Regions from separate parts of the Mus musculus genome. Here all the other regions are linked to region 1. A link is a contact called in public HiChIP or PLAC-seq and promoter capture Hi-C data. All regions are on one chromosome and are shown on one strand. The core of a region is the stretch at or near the end of the contact, and the rest is flanking DNA. Distances in the headings are between cores, read along the strand shown. Region 1 holds the start of Slc22a23 (solute carrier family 22, member 23). Region 2 has its middle 59 kb from the start of Fam50b. Region 3 holds the start of Serpinb6a (serine (or cysteine) peptidase inhibitor, clade B, member 6a). Region 4 holds the start of Fam50b (family with sequence similarity 50, member B).

The links. Promoter capture Hi-C pulls out the DNA fragments that hold promoters and counts their contacts. HiChIP or PLAC-seq counts read pairs in DNA pulled down with a chosen protein or histone mark.
Region 2: a contact with region 1 is called in a promoter capture Hi-C map of liver, with 5 times the contacts expected there. The contact joins the enhancer-like site here to the promoter of Slc22a23 in region 1. A contact is called at or near these places in 9 of 39 promoter capture datasets (the 3T3-L1 cell line, 3T3-L1-derived adipocytes, cranial neural crest and 4 more), 4 of 484 Hi-C or Micro-C datasets (cerebral cortex, liver and myocytes), 1 of 115 datasets of contacts at active chromatin or transcription factors (SST interneurons) and 1 of 9 other capture datasets (pancreatic islet).
Region 3: a contact with region 1 is called in a FOXA1 HiChIP or PLAC-seq map of pancreatic cancer cells. The contact joins the promoter of Serpinb6a here to the promoter of Slc22a23 in region 1. A contact is called at or near these places in 3 of 39 promoter capture datasets (embryonic stem cells, hippocampal neurons and stem cell-derived epiblast-like cells) and 1 of 115 datasets of contacts at active chromatin or transcription factors (pancreatic cancer cells).
Region 4: a contact with region 1 is called in an H3K4me3 HiChIP or PLAC-seq map of embryonic stem cells, with 14 read pairs. The contact joins the promoter of Fam50b here to the promoter of Slc22a23 in region 1. A contact is called at or near these places in 2 of 39 promoter capture datasets (both in liver), 4 of 484 Hi-C or Micro-C datasets (liver and nephron progenitors) and 2 of 115 datasets of contacts at active chromatin or transcription factors (embryonic stem cells and pancreatic cancer cells).

Annotation. Positions count from the first base shown.
Region 1 is chr13:34,343,249-34,347,002 of GRCm38.p6, forward strand. It overlaps Slc22a23 (solute carrier family 22, member 23), which reads right to left and starts at 1,970. Exons shown (of 10, transcript NM_001382849.1): 1 at 911-1,970. The coding sequence starts at 1,549.
Region 2 is chr13:34,791,761-34,795,514 of GRCm38.p6, forward strand. No RefSeq gene overlaps it. Among named protein-coding and RNA genes, the nearest start is that of Fam50b, 59 kb to the left of the region's middle. Within about 2 kb of position 1,966, at least 36 of the 459 cell types and tissues checked have an H3K27ac peak or open chromatin away from gene starts, as enhancers often do. A contact at or near this core is called in liver, where this site is marked.
Region 3 is chr13:33,934,478-33,938,231 of GRCm38.p6, forward strand. It overlaps Serpinb6a (serine (or cysteine) peptidase inhibitor, clade B, member 6a), which reads right to left and starts at 1,606. Exons shown (of 7, transcript NM_009254.3): 1 at 1,445-1,606. It overlaps 1110046J04Rik (RIKEN cDNA 1110046J04 gene), which reads left to right and starts at 1,555. Exons shown (of 5, transcript NR_040707.1): 1 at 1,555-1,620.
Region 4 is chr13:34,732,709-34,736,462 of GRCm38.p6, forward strand. Fam50b (family with sequence similarity 50, member B) reads left to right here and starts at 2,142. Exons shown (of 2, transcript NM_001382856.1): 1 at 2,142-2,200.

The sequences.
Region 1 (3,754 bases), core at 720-3,219:
CCACACAGAATGCAAGACCTTTGCAAGGGACAGGGAGGACAAAGTGCGAACTGGGACCAGTTCACCAGGTCTCAATGCCTGAGACCAGAGCAGGTGCTGTACAGGAGCAGCGATGACACCCTGCAAACTTCCCACCTTCCTATGCTATGGGACTATTTACTGAAGTCCTGAGAAAGTATTTGAGGGAACACATTAAAGTCTACAGTCAGATCTCTGGGAAGGACAACTCATGGTTGGGGTGGGGGTGGGTTGGCCAGGGAACTTTTTAAAGGGCTCTGCTTCTTTGTCTATAACTTGGATTCAATTGGCTTTAATCTGTTCAAGGCACGTGTGGGGAGGCTGACATCTGCTAGAAAGAATATCTGAGAGTAGAACACTATTTCTCTTGGATAGTTAGTTCTTAGTGGGAGACACAGGGACAGGCAGCCTGCAGAAAGAACATGGCTATGTCCTGGCTCCAAGGAGAAGCCCTAGAAGAGGGATTGAGTCTTCCAGGGCCCCTGCTGAGCCATCAGTGAGTCTGACACCTTAGCTAGATAGAGGAGAGGATTTGAACCTTTCGGGGGAGGGGAGCCCTTTCCATATGTGCACTGGGACAGGAGTTTGTGTGGATATTAGAAAAGGCTAAGTCGGTCTCTTTGAAGCGGATGCAGCGTCACGGGCACCGCAGAGGGCGGCAAAAAAGCCTTGGCTTCACATCCAAGTAAGAGCATCTCCTTTGAGGGACAGCCGGGAGCCCAGTCAATGCGGGGTTGTGCGTACACAGGCTAACATTTTGGGTTCCTCAACTGGGTAGGTTTGGACCTAAGTCTGCAGAGAATGAGAGATGGAGCACAGAGCAGAGGCGACCGAGGTCAGAAGAAAAAGGTTCACAAGAAGAACGCGGGGACGCGGCGGTCGTGGCCCTTACCTTGCTGACCACGTTTTGGATGAGACCAGTGCGGATGCCGTAGTCCCACGCGTGGCAGTCGCAATTTGAGTCGTTGTTCCCCTTGCCTGGAGGGGATGGGAGGGGTGGTGTGTCGCTGCTGTTGCTTCGGTTGCTCGTGGTCCCCCAGGAGGCAGTGGAGAAGGGGGTGGCCGAGGGGCTGGTCCAATTGCCCATGTCACCCCATCGGCCGGTGACAGTGGCACCCGCCAGCTCGGTGCCTTTGCCGGCCCCGCGGCACCAGAAATCGGGCTGGTCCAGAAGGAAGGAGTCCGAGAACTGGCTGAAGCCAATGAACAGTGCCGGGATCCAGGTGAGCACCACCAGGGTCTTCTGGTAGCCGCCGCCCAGGCCCCCGAGGAAGGGCAGCACGGAGCCATCGTAGTCCAGCAACAGGAGGCTCGGGGCGGCTGTCGCCGCGCAGCAGCTCGAGTGCGGGCCGCCGCTGGGGTGCAGCGCAGGCAGTGGCTGGATCTCCGCGCTGCTGCCGGAGCCCGCGCGCCCTCCGAGGGGCGCCGAGGCCGCCGCGTCCCCGGGCGGCAGGGAGCCGTTCTCCTCCGCCGGGGCCGGCTGCCGCCCGGCACCACTACCCGCCGCCTCACGCCGCCGGTCTATCGCCATGGCCAGGGCCCGCGGCTCCCGCAGAGGCGCATAGAGCGCGGCGGAGCTCGGCGGGCGCCCGGGCACAGCGCCGCCGCCGAGGAGGAGGGCCCGCGGCCGGAGAGAGTGCTCCGGGCCCGGCGAGTCAGGCCACCCCCATGTCACCCGCGCACCCCCGTGCCCTGGGCGCCGGGCAGAAACCGTTCGAGTCCTCAGCCGCCGCGGCTCATCCGCGCCGCGGCCCGGGCGCCCGCCTAGCTACGAGGCTCTCCGCTGATGCGCGCCGGCCGGGGAGGAGGAGGAGCCGGACCCGCGCCCTTGTCGCGACTCGGGGCCCTGCGGGCACCGGTGCGCGTTGTGCTGGGGCCGCCGGCGGCCGCGGGTTGGGAGATCCTCCACGGACTTCGGGCGCTCCCGGAAGCCGCAAGCTCGCAGCCAGCCTGCGGAGCCGGCCGCGCTCTCGGCTCACCGAGCCGGCCTCCGCCTCCCGCCCCGGCCCGCCCCCTCTCCCCCCGCCGAGGTGGAGGTAACCGCGGCACCTGCTGCGCCGCTCCTGCGCACGAGCGCCCCCTCCAGCCGGGCCGTGTCGCCACCGCCCGGACAGACGCAGGGGCGGGGAGAGGGACACCCGGGCCGCTGCAAGATCCCTGGTGGTCTCTGGGCGCGGGGGACGGGGGTCACCAAGGAGTCTGCACTGGCTGGGAGTGAGAGGACAGTGTCGTCTGCCAGTCTCAAGTCCCACAGCCGCAAGGGACCTCGCCCCGGGCACACCGGCTCTCCGTGACCTCTGTTCGTTTCCGAGGTGCCTGGCGGCTGGCACCCCACTCCTGGTCTTGAGCCCAAGGGTTGCCTGTCTTCCAGAACAACCTTCTGTTCTTCTTCCAGACTCAAATAAGGCAGCTTTTTATGGTCACGGAGCTGGGGCAAGGAGGCATGTTTGCCAATTTTAGGATGACAGCCCCTTACAACGCTGGGTCACACACGACCTACTGCAGCACCCGCCCCAAATCGCCATTTCTTTCTGTGCTCCAGAATGAATGTCAAATAAACACAACTCTAGAAGGCTAGACCTTCAACAGAAGCCACACACTCGATACAAACGTGAATGAGGGCGGCCTGCCCCACCCCCTCCCCAAGGTCTCGGAATCACAATTCCTATGCTCTGCGCACAGGCGCGCACACATCTACACCTCACAGGAGATCCAAATGCTCTTGGCACTCCAGACTCCAGAGCCAGCCTTGCCCAGCTAGCACTATATAAATAACACCAGCCCTGCGGCAAACGGCCGCATTAGCATATCTTCTCCTGCGTGCCAGGCCTGACACCAGTGAGAATTATGCGGCTTTCATCTTAGCCTCACTACATTCTCGAGACATTTCATATTCTGAGAAGTTTATTAATGGAATTAATGGAAATCTTAAATGGAGCAATCTATCTCTAGTCTTATTTAGCACAGGGGAAGGAAGCTCGCGTTCTTTTCCCAAAAGCATATCCTGCGAGTACATGTATGGAATGCGTTCTTTAAGCATCTCCGTTATTTTCTCAGCTGCATGTTGTATAATTTAGTGGGAGACTTTTTTTTTTTAAGCATGCAGCTCAATGTTCCAGTCAACATGTACTTACTGCTGAAATTCTGACACGTGGAGAGAACTATTTCTGAAGACTGCCAGAGAGCTGGACTTTGGGGAACCCAACTGTGAATTTTCCTGAGTGGCTGGGAAGGGGAGATTAGATAACAATAGACGGAAGAGACACAGGCTGCAGAAGACACTAAAGGTCTGGGAAACCCAGTCTGGAAATTTAAGCACATTTAATGACATACTTGAGTGAGAATGTCATTATGAAACCCATCATGCAGTATAATGATTATAATCTAATAAAGTATTATTTTCAAAATCAGGAGTGACAGTGCAACCTGCCAATACATGTGATCTTCTCTTCCTCCTTCTCTTCCTCCCCCTCCCCTTCCCCCTCTACCCTCTTCCTCCACCTTCTTCTCCTAATTTCACTTTATTGGTTAGTTTAACTTTTCTTCCCCTCATCACTTGAAGAGCTAATCCTTGGGACGCGCTCACCCCACACCCCAACAGAACAGAGTCAGCATTCAATGAATGAATGTTAGATATTTATTACTGACTCCACCCTCTGCACACAACCTACATTTTCTTATCTGACTGAAATGTAACAAGCCAGGCTTTCTCTCATTCCCCTTCCGTGTTGGTTCT
Region 2 (3,754 bases), core at 716-3,215, 450 kb after region 1:
TGCTAATAAAACAAAAGAATAATCAAAGGCCTCCCTTAAAAAGTATTAAACATTATTAGATGGTTGTGTGGGTTAACATATTTAGTATGCGAGCGTAGCACAAGAGTCCAGGCTCTGATTTGATCTAGCACCTGCAGAGCAGGCTGTCATAAGCCACGTGCCTGAAGACTGGAGAGAGAGGTCAGCGCAGACAGCAGTATTTCCCAGGGGTATATCAGGCCTGACCCCTAGCAGGCCTTTGCATGGCTTTCTCCTCTGCTTCAAGCTCTTCCTCCATAAGTATGCATGAATCAATCCCCATGTTCATACCTCCATTCAAATGCAGCCCTAGCGTCTGTTTAAAGCTATACCGCATCTATAGAGCAACACTATGAGGAAGTGCAGCCCTTCTGTGAAAGGGAATTAACCACTGGGACGTTGCAGAAGGATTCTCCTGGGTTGGTTAACTCTAAAGAACTCACCACATGCTCAAGTACTGAAGATCCTTCTTCTGTATGTTGATATTATTAAGCACAGTAGACCAGACATGTTTCCCTACTCAGGTTAGTGTGATGGGGGACCATGGTAGCTATAGTAATATATTTACCATTCTTCATCCACGCAGAAATGGCCCTAATTGCTCTTGAAACATCAGGCAGTTTTAAGTCCTGCACATGCTATTTTGTCTCCTGTTGTACACGGCTGCAATCAAGCTTAGTTTATAAGCCAGACAAAGATCAAGGGTTACCAATAACATCTAATGGCAGAACAATCTTAATAAATAGATTGCCACTAAAAAATTTCTGTGGAATTTTGTTCTCTCTGGGATTTTCCTTCACTGTTTTCTGTGTACTGTGGATTTTACATAACTTATACCAAGGCAGGTAAAACCTTAGAGAGGGGAGCAAGCATCACTGTATGAAATAATGACTTCCACCTCATAAGCAGAAGCTGCAGCACCAGTCAGGCAAGCCTCTCGAGCCCCTGGGTGGCCGCCTACCTACTTTCTTTACCCTGAGATCTCACAACCTCTTGGCACACCATTTCACACCACACGTGCCTATTCCCACTTCCCACTGGACTGTAAGCATCATGAGGGTGAAGCTTTGGTAGATGCTGTTTCCTGCTGTGTTCCTAATATCCAGGGCAGGGCCTGGCACCCAGAACTAGCAACGGACACAGAGTGACTGTCACAGAGGCTTTAATACCAGTCTGAGACATACTGGCCTCGTGACTTTGTAATAAATCACTGCCTTCTCAAATCTTCATTTTTTCTCTCCAGAACAGGCACAAGAGGGCTGTCAGCAGGACTAACTTGGGTGGAAGTACACACTTACTGTCCAGCGCTGCAGACACATAACAGGTTCATGTCATTTAGTGGCAACACTTGAAAATATTACAAACCACTTAAAACTGCTTATTTTGAACTTTGGGATCGTCTCCTCTGTAGGCATCATAGGAAATGAAAGTGCTCCCTCAAGAAAACGAGCCGTGTCCAGCCTCTGAGGACCTGGCCTTGTGGTATGAAAGGAGGAAGTGGGGAGACTGCCCACTGCATGATGTCTCAAAGCTGGTGAGAACTGAGGTGACCCAAAGATTCCAGAGATCTGTCAATGGTCCAAATTAACATCCTTGGGGTTTTCCTCGTGTGCTGTAATCGAGTGTGGAGGCACATTGGGAGATCGTATTGAAGGAGACTGATTTCTGATAACAGCACCAGTCTAAGAGAAAGTGCACCAGCCCGTAAGCAATCAAAGGGAAGGGAAAAAAACAGAAAAGATTATTCAAGGATTCTCCTCATGGCTCATGTGGGACACTTGTCTGGAGTTTTCTTGTTTGTTTTGTTTTTTAACTTTTTTTTTTTTCACAAATTCCATAGACCAAAAATCTTTCCTCTGTAAATTTCCTCTCTTCAGTACAAAACTCATGTTTACAGAGACCAGGTCAGGGTGTCAATGGGCCACTGCAGGAACACAAAAGCTGATCAGTCCTACTGCCAAGGCCAAAATATGCAACAGATCAAGCTACTCAAACCAGTCACACTTGTCACTGTCCTAAGCACGTATGCCAGGACCCACTTAGGAAGATGTGTGTCACATCCCCTCTACAGGCTCACCAGACTCCAGCGTCAAAGGTGTCTAGCCTCACCAGGTCCCTGTCCCCAGGGAAACAAAGTAGTCACATCTCTAAGACAGGCTCAGAACTTACAAATTGGGTTTCAAGGAAGTCAACACCCTAGTTGTTCTGGAGTGATTTTGAAGTGACAGCTTTTTTTTTTTTTTTTTTTTTTTTAATGGCAGGAACCAAGAGGTGAGCGCCACCTGGTGGAGAGGCTATTTCTCAGTGGCAGTAGGGCACCACCCCCCCAACATCCCTTCTCACTTACTTGGATCCAAGCAACACATTGTGAAAGAATAATTCTCAACATTCTTTTGGAGCTTAAACAACAACAAAAATTTAAGAGCCCAATGTCACACTATTTATTTACAAAATAACACATTCATTTTTGATTGTATGTTTCTCTCTACCTTGGCACTGGAGATGCTGAAATGAGCAGTCTTGCTTATGCTTTGAAGTCCTGAGTCGTAAGGAGTCAGAGACAGATATGAAGCTGAGTAAGTATTGTGATTTCAAACACGCAGCAACAAGAACAAAAATGTTGGAGGTTTAGAGAGAAGGTCTGGGTTCTATAGAACAACAATTGCCACCATGTATGAAAGTCTCCAGAGCCTCTGAGACCAAATGTCCAACCCCCTCAAAGCCTCCCCAGGCTCCCAATGAGTTCCAGCTAGAGCCACACAGTGGCCGCGTTGACAAAGCCAGTTCTGGAAGGGCCCTCTGCTCTCCTTGGCTGGGCTGGCTTGGGTGTGGACACATGGCTTTTCCTCTTACTTCATCTGAGACAGATTGGAATTTTCCAATAGGAATGTTTACAGGGCAACTCAGGGAACAACAAGAGCACAAAATGAAACACAAAATTATATAAGAACCTGCTTGATGAACAAAGGTGACAGAAACTCCAGCACAGATTTGCTAGACAGGAAGAAGCTGGTGTGTGCATCTAGGTCAGGTCACAGATGAGTCTACGTGGGGTAGATTAGAGAGCCCCGCAGACCATCCTTCAAACTCTTTCCTGGATTCTGTCCTGGGATGAGCTCATAAACTCCATGTTCCTCGCTTACATGGTCGGTCTTCCTGCCTGGCCCTGAAACCAGAATCTCGGATGGTTTCGTTGTTGTGTATAAGGATAATGGATGTTCTGTACTACATCTGAAAGTAAGGACTTTGGTAGAATCTGTCTTCTGACTTACTGTTTCAATGTTATCTTAAGAAGAGAAAGAATAAAATACCTCTCCTTTAAGGCAGTGTTATTTGGGTCTAAGATAGGTAGTCTGGCCAATGGAGACCATGAGGAGGCAGTGCTGAATTCCAGAAGTTAACTCTCAGGAATGTAGCCACCCAGTGAAGATGCCGAGCAGTGCTGTGGCAACTCTGCCTGCAGTGCTGGGTGCGAGTGTCAGCAAGCTATAAGCAGGTGTCCTCAGGGTACTTTGGGAACTGGGTTTTTGAATCCCTGCTCTGCCTCATTAGCCGCACTTTCCTTGGGCAAGGTTCCGTCTAGGAGAGGATTTGAGCCAGGCATCTTGTGGCAGCTTCTAACAACAGAGACTTCTTTCTCTTGCTTCTGGAGAGTGGAGAAGAGCAGCAGAGATGACCAGCACTGCTGGCTTCTCACTGTATCTTTGCATATGAAAAAAAGGTCTGTAGAACCCTT
Region 3 (3,754 bases), core at 356-2,855, 410 kb before region 1:
ATAAATGATCCCTATTAGCATGCTGTTTAGAAAACAAGAAAGGGGAAAGAGTCTATGCAGTCCAGATTGGGCTCAAACTCTCATTTCTCTGCGTCAGCCTCCTGGGTCCTGGGATTACAGGTATACAGCAACACATCTCAGTTCTCCTTCAATGTTTTCTATCAGATTTTGATTTCTGCTTCATGTTGACTAAAAGTAAAATCCATGTATGAGATGGTATGGGGAGACATGCAGGTATAGGAAGCCAAATAAACTTGGTATATGGAGCCAAGAGTGCCCCAAACACACCCTTTCTGCGTGATGACACAAGCCATATCGGATACAATTACTCAGAGCAGCCTTGAAACACTAGGACACACCCCATGTAAACGGATAACAGCAATCATCCCACAAGCCCCAGCGCCACAGTCCCTGATCACACATACTTTTACCCAAGGTTACTTGATATATTAGATCCAACACCCAACTCCTAAGCCACTGGAGGAAGGAAATGAGCAGCCTCTGGAAAAGACCTATTACAATCAATTGCCTCCCAAGCAGTCAGAAAAATAAGTGCCAAACCTCGCCCAGTTTTCCCTCACTCAGTGTTTCTGACACCATATGAATACTAGCTGTCCATATTTCTGATCCTAATGTGGAGAAAAGACCTAACCTAACGGGAGGAAAGGAGGAAGACCAGGCATGTATCTCAGTAGGAAAGAACTTGCTCAGCATTACAAGGCTCTGGGTCCATCAAAAAGAGGAGGGAGGAAAAAACAAGTTCACATGCCAAGTGCTTCTGGCACAGAAACTGTCAAAAACTTTGCCCATGATTTTCTCCTAACCTGACAGATATCAAATTTGTGAGTTTAGTAGGAGGGAAAACAAACAAACAAACAAACAAACAAAACCCAAAGATCTGGAATTGTTTCTCACAAGTATTTATGTTTGTGGGCCTCCGGGGTGCTTAAGATTTGTCACAAACTTCCCAGCACAGCCTGGGCAGCGCCCCTGGGAGATTCAGGCACACTGGACAGGAAAGGGTCTGAGCACCCAGCCCTTGGTCTCTCTCCCCCACCTCCCAGATCCCAACGCCCGTCCTAGTGCGTCACCAGCCTGCGTCTCTGGAGTCTCCAGGTTCACTCCGGATCGAAGGACATACGTGATCACCTGTAGCCCCGGGGCCCCGCGCAGCAGCCAGGCCGGCTCCGCGCAGCCCCCATCCCTCGCTAGCCGTCGCCTCCAAGGACTCTGGCAGATCTGGGAGGGCGGCGATGTCACCAGATGGCTGGGATCACAAGGCGACTCACTTGGCTGCGTCACGGCCCGCTGAAGCCGCTGTGCAGCAGAGGGAACCCGAGTCAGGTCCACAGGGCTCTCGCCGCGCGCCACACCCGCCTGCGTCCCCAGCTCCCCACCCCCACCCCGCCACCCCACCCCCGCCTCAGCCCACCGAAGAGCATACCCTAGATTCTCCTAGATTCTCGATTTCCGGACTGGTAGCAAGCAGAGAAGAGATGAGGAGGCCCCAACCGCGCCCGAGGCCTTAAATACTTATGGGGGGCGGAGAGTCGGGAGGAGTCTGAAGGCCAGGGTGCGGCCGCTCCCGAGTAGGAAAAGGAAGAGAGTAAGTAAGGCCAGGTGAGTGCCTGCGGACCCACAATCTAGCCTATCCTCTGGCTCTTGGCCACTTTGCCTCAGATTGGGCAGCTGATCTTTCTGGTACTTTCTGGATGCTTTGGCTACCTCCACTTAGCGATGCCAGAAGTGTGCCAGCACTTAGTGGATGGACATACTTGTGACAAAGCAGATCATAAGTTTAAAGTGAGAAAGGAAGAAAAGACTTTTAACTACTGGGGCTGGAGGTAGAGATCTTATTCAGCAGGCACAGAAAAATAAAGAAAGGTGGTCAGTGCCTGTGTCCCAGTGTAGCCTTCTCAGCTTTGGGTAAGCCTTTCCCAGCCATGAAAAGGATGAGCAGTATTCCCAGCCTTCAGCAGGCTAAACAGACCTTATCAACCTGGACACAGACATCTGTCTTGGCTGCAATTGCAGGTACCCATGGGAACTTTAAGGTTTTTGCGCTGACCTTGCTGCTACAACATACTCAAGCTGAAGAAGTGGATGGATTTTGTGGGTTTTTTTTTTCCTTTATAAACACAAAGCTTATTATCAAACTTTGAGCCTTGATCAGAACCTTTGTCTTAGCTTCATCCTTCTCTCACCCCTTTACCTTATTTCTAGCCCCCGTTTCAGGTAAACCCAGTTCAACCATGGCTGCTAGATGGCTACAGATGGACTTGAAAACTGGGGTGGGGGTGAAGGGGGGACTACTGAGAAGTGCTGTCTTGGGTGGAGCGCCACAGAAAACAGAAGAAAAGTGAAAGTATCCATGAAGCACTGTAAGCAACATGCAGCATTAATGCTAGTGCTAGCCATAAATTTTATTTTTTGAAACTGCTGCTGTAAAAAAGTGCTTTCAGGAGGATACAGGCTAGGCTGAAGAAGTGTTGGCCCGACATGGGCTTCGCCTAAGGTGTGGCTGCATAATGGGGCGAGGGAATTCTAAATAGGCATTTGTCCACAGCCAGGAGCTGCTCCAGGTGAAAGGAGTAGGATTTAAAATAAAATAAAAAGAGTAAAAAACAAAAAACAACAACAACCAAAACAGATGTTAGAAAAATTCTTAGCTCAAGTACATTTATGTTGTCCTTAATTCCCAGAAATAGGAATGGTAAATATATAAGTAAAAGAATTAGTCACGTTGAAGAGAAATTGGGAAAGTTAGAAAAGCAGGGCGCTGGAGAACAACTATCGGTAGCTACCACTGTGCCTCTTCTCTCTTTGGCAGAATTCCCAGAAGGAGATAAAGAGTGAGGCCTTGAACACGAGAGAGAGAAAAAGAGAATAGGTTTCAGAAATGGAGTTGTCCCCTGTCCAGGACGCTTTAGCACAAGAGAAGGAAAATAGATATAAGATATTTCAGAGCTCTCCTAGGGACAGGAAGAAATTGGTCCTGCTTCCTCTCTGGCTCCTGTTGGAGATATACTTAGTTCTGGTTAGGATATCTGGGTCCCTTTGAAACATCAAGTTCTATTCCCTCTCTGTCTATCGTCTGTGCACCATTTATCCATATGTCTGTCTACTTATGTTTGTTTTTGTTTTGTTGTTTGAATGATTGTTGTTCTGTGTTTCATGTTGGAAAAAAAAGGTTAAAACTTTATCTGCTGGCTGTCCATCCTTTGATTTAATTTAACTTGTTTAAAAGGCAGTCTCAATTTGCATAGCAGAAACTGATAAGCTACACTGCACTGTTCCTGGGAGTCAAGCACAGCTGGAAAAGCCCTACTAGAGGCTGATTATCTACACAAGTCACTCTTAAAGGGACCAACAGCTTTTTGCTTGTAACAGAAAGTCAGCTTAAAATTGGCAACTCAGGGTTGGAGTCATTCTAAATGACACTTGGCATGAACCAACCCAGGAAAACAGATCTTTAAAGATACTTCTAAATTGGGATAATATTTTATGTAATTCTTATCCTAGAAACTAGACTTATAGAGGATAGTATTTAAGACAATGTCTCTTTAATATGTATTAAAAGTTGCACTGTCATGCATTCATATATAAGAACTGGCAGCCAAACTTTGTACGTGAAAGTAATGCTCTTGGTATTGACTTTAAAGAGAATGGTGGTTTAAAACAAGGTTTTGTTTTACAAAATTATGGGCATGCTCTAATATTACAAAAGAAAATTTAAAATATAGTTAAACTGCCA
Region 4 (3,754 bases), core at 892-3,391, 390 kb after region 1:
TTCTAAATGTAAAGTCAGAGGTTACCACAATATAAATGAAAGCTTTTGCAGTGTGTGTGTGCCGGGGGGAGGGGGGAGGGGTGTCACAGAACTACAAAAGCCCCACCCTGAGGTCCCTGCTCAATTAATTACCATCTCAAGTCTCTGGAGAAGACAGTCCTGCCTGGCTCAGTGGACTGTGCATCACACACTGCCTCACTCATGCTCAGCCTCCTCACCATCATTTCAAACTCACTTCCTCCCCTCTCACTGCCTGGTTCTTCATATGTGGTCCAAGCTTTTTGGATCAAAGCAGGAACCGTTTAGTGCAGATCTAACTTGTACCCTCTTTCCCTCGTGCCTTCCCCAAGCAATAAGAAATGGCAAGCCTATCCTCATCTCTTCTCACTACCTTTTCTAAGTCAGTTTGACACCGCCCACCCACCCCCTTTCCTCCATATTACCTGACAATTTGGAGGCTAAGGTGAAAGTTGGCATCAGCATTTTATTTTCAAACTATCATTCTTTCTAATCTGGGTAAGCTCTCTCTGAGCAGACAGCTGAGCCTGCCTCAATTGTCTTATTACCTCCCGCGGGAGCAGTGAAATTTCTGCCTGTCTTCCATATAATCCTGTTCGGTACACACAGCGCTTTCAGGGACTTCAGTATATTCTCTGGTCCATCAGCCATTCTAAGGCAGTCCCTATATATACTCCCTTGATGGGCCACATTCATTAGGGAAATATATCAGCCCATAAGACAGTGCTACCAGGATCGATCCCATGGATTTCCCTTACTTTCCCCTAAGGCAACTTGCTCAGTCTGAGTATCATGTCTTATCAACCAATAGCAGAACGGGGCCCGTGCTGCTACAGCAAAGAGGCATACTGCTCCATACCACATGGAGAAGAACCTATACTACACAAATGCCCCACTCTTAGATAGCTTAGTTTTAGTCTCATCACCCAGAAGGAAAATACAACGGCTTTTCCCAAAATTATCCCTTACCAGATGGATGCCTAACAACCATCAGAAGCTCGATCAAATGGAGGCAAACATGCTCATGTCTGGCTATTATGATTGCAGCGCAGGACATAGCTGCTGGGCTGGACATTTTACAGTGGGCATCAGACTGAAAAGAGAAATAGCCCAGGAAAGAACATGGCAATTAGTAAGCCTTCCTGTGAATATAACCAGCTCACCAAGCAGACTCAGGGGACAGAGACTAAGAGATTCGAGGGCAAGACCCCTCAGTAGGAGTGTCAAGATTAAAATGTTGTTAGTCATTGTGGTATTGGGTGGCTTCCAGGAATGTATCCAACAGCTATTTAAAGAGCACTTTAAAGAATTGAGTCATGGTGTAGCATATCCACTGCTAATGGAGGCTGAGGCAGGAAGATTGGAAGTTAGAGGCTAGCCTGGGCTGCATAGGAAGACTCTGTCTCAAAAACAAAAACAAAAACACAGCAAACAAACAAAGAAGAACATTTCATAGAAATTTGAAATCCCTTGAAATTGAGTAGCTCACACATGAAAGAAATTACTAGGTTTCTTGCCCCAGTTAGAGGGCTTTTGTAGAGTTTCCCCATATTCAATAGTTTTAAGACAACACCACACTGAAGTTGTGAGCTCTGAAATATTTTCTCTTTTTTTTTCTATTTATTTATTTATTGAGGAATAAAGTTCTATCATTTTATATCCTTATAAAATTTTGAAATTAAAAAGCTTTTCTAAAACCTGAAAGTTATTCTGATCAACCATACTATACCACATGCAAAATGGAGTCAGAGCTTTCTGTCTCCTCTGTAGCTAAGATCACTAATGAGTTATTGTATGAAAAGGCAATAAAATCATGCTGTCTGGAGAGTGCCAATACTTTCAGACTAGTGTATCACGTAAACTCTTTAGTAACAACCTACACACAAAAATTTAATCTGTAATAATCAAAGGCCCAAGTGAGCAACGACAGTCCAGGAAAACTTCATGGGAGGATTGCATTTCAGTTGTCAGGAGATCAGACGCTGGCAGCAGGACTGCATCCATCAGTCAGTCCAAGTCGGCAGTTATACATGACCACCACCTGATTGGCCCAATCTCTGTCCTGATTGGTTAGAGCCTGCCCTAGCAGTTGGCCAATGTTTTGCATATTTTCTGTGTCAGTTAGAACAAACAATATTCGCAAAAGCACCAGAAGGAAGAGTCTTGGCTCATACATCAAAAGGTGAGGGGACTGGCTTGAATCCAGCTGGGGCAGATGTGGGAGGTACAGCTCTTTAAACTCGAGTAAAACCAATTGTGAAGGGAGTTGAATGTTAGAGGAAAGGAATTTGTCCATTATCCTGCAAGCAGGGGAGACTAATGAGCCCTATCGGTGACATAATATCAACATTTTTATTGTAATTTAGGAATCACAAACTAGCAGGAAGGAGGAAGATGCCTTAAAGGGCTATGACATATGCACTAGGAAAATAGAAATTGGGGCTTGTTCTCTCTATTGGTTGCTTTTCACTGCTGTGTCAAAAGCAACCTAAGGAGGAGGAAAGGGTTTATTTTGATTGACTGTTTGACTCACATTTAATCCTGACAGCAAGTTGGCAGAAGCACGGAGTCATGTTGTTTCTGTAGTCAGAAAGCCGAGCAAGATAAGGACTGCGTTCATCTGCCTTTCCCTATTTCTCCTTTCTACTAGGTCTGAGACTCACGCCCATGGGCATGGTAAGGCCATGTTCAAGATGGTTTGTCTTTCCTCAGTTAAATCTTTCTGAAAATACTCCCACCAGACAACATGCCAAGAGCTGTGTATCCTAAGGTTCCAAATCCTGTTAGTTGACAAGATTAACCATTACATGAGTCTCACCTCCTTAACTCAGGTCTGATACTGTTAGCTTATAGTACTGAAAGCATACTGAAGGCTTCTTGTCTCTGCTAGATTGCTCTGAACTCCTCTTTTCTGCCACTGCAGCAGTAGGTGGTTATAGCCAAGTGTCTTCATGCTGGGTACCTGAGGATGTCTGTTCTCTCTCTCTCCCCCCCCCCTCTCTCTCTCTCTCCCTCCCTCCCTCCCTCCCCCTCTCTCTCTCCCTCTTTCCTCTCTCTCTCTCCCTCTCTCCCTCCCTCTCTCTCTCTCTCCCTCTCTCTCTCCCTCTCCCCCCCCTCTCTCTGACTACTCCAATGCAGAGGCAGTAAACTTGACATATAGAACTGTTGATACCCAGAGTGACTATCAGCCACAGAGACTAGGAAGGAGGACTTAGATAAATGCTTTCTTCATCCCATGGTGCTGGAATTTATTTCAGAGGGCTCCCCAGAGTTCCTATAGTATCTAGCATTTCTGTCCTCTAGACTTGGAGTGGAATGTGTTGGTCCCAGATTGACACTTCTAGATTGCAGTAGAATGTTGAAGTTGTGGGACCTAATGGGGACTGTGAGACACTGGTGCCCTTCTCTTTCTCTCTGCTTCCTGGCTGTCCTGTCATAGCTTCCTCTGCTATGCACTCCTGCTATGACATACTGCTTCACTACAGCCTCCAAACAGTGAGGTCAATTGACCATAAGGTGAAGCTCTCAGAAATATGAGTCAAAGTAACCTCACTCCCCACATAAGCTCTCATCTCAGGCATGTTGTTACAGTATCGGAAAGCTGACTGACTGAAATACAGTCTATTGACACTACGATGTCATTGTCTCTTTATAAGGTAATGCTTTTGTGATCTTATCTTCAGAGAAAACAAAAGGTTCCAATTCCATCTTCCCTGTATTATGAGTGATCAAAATG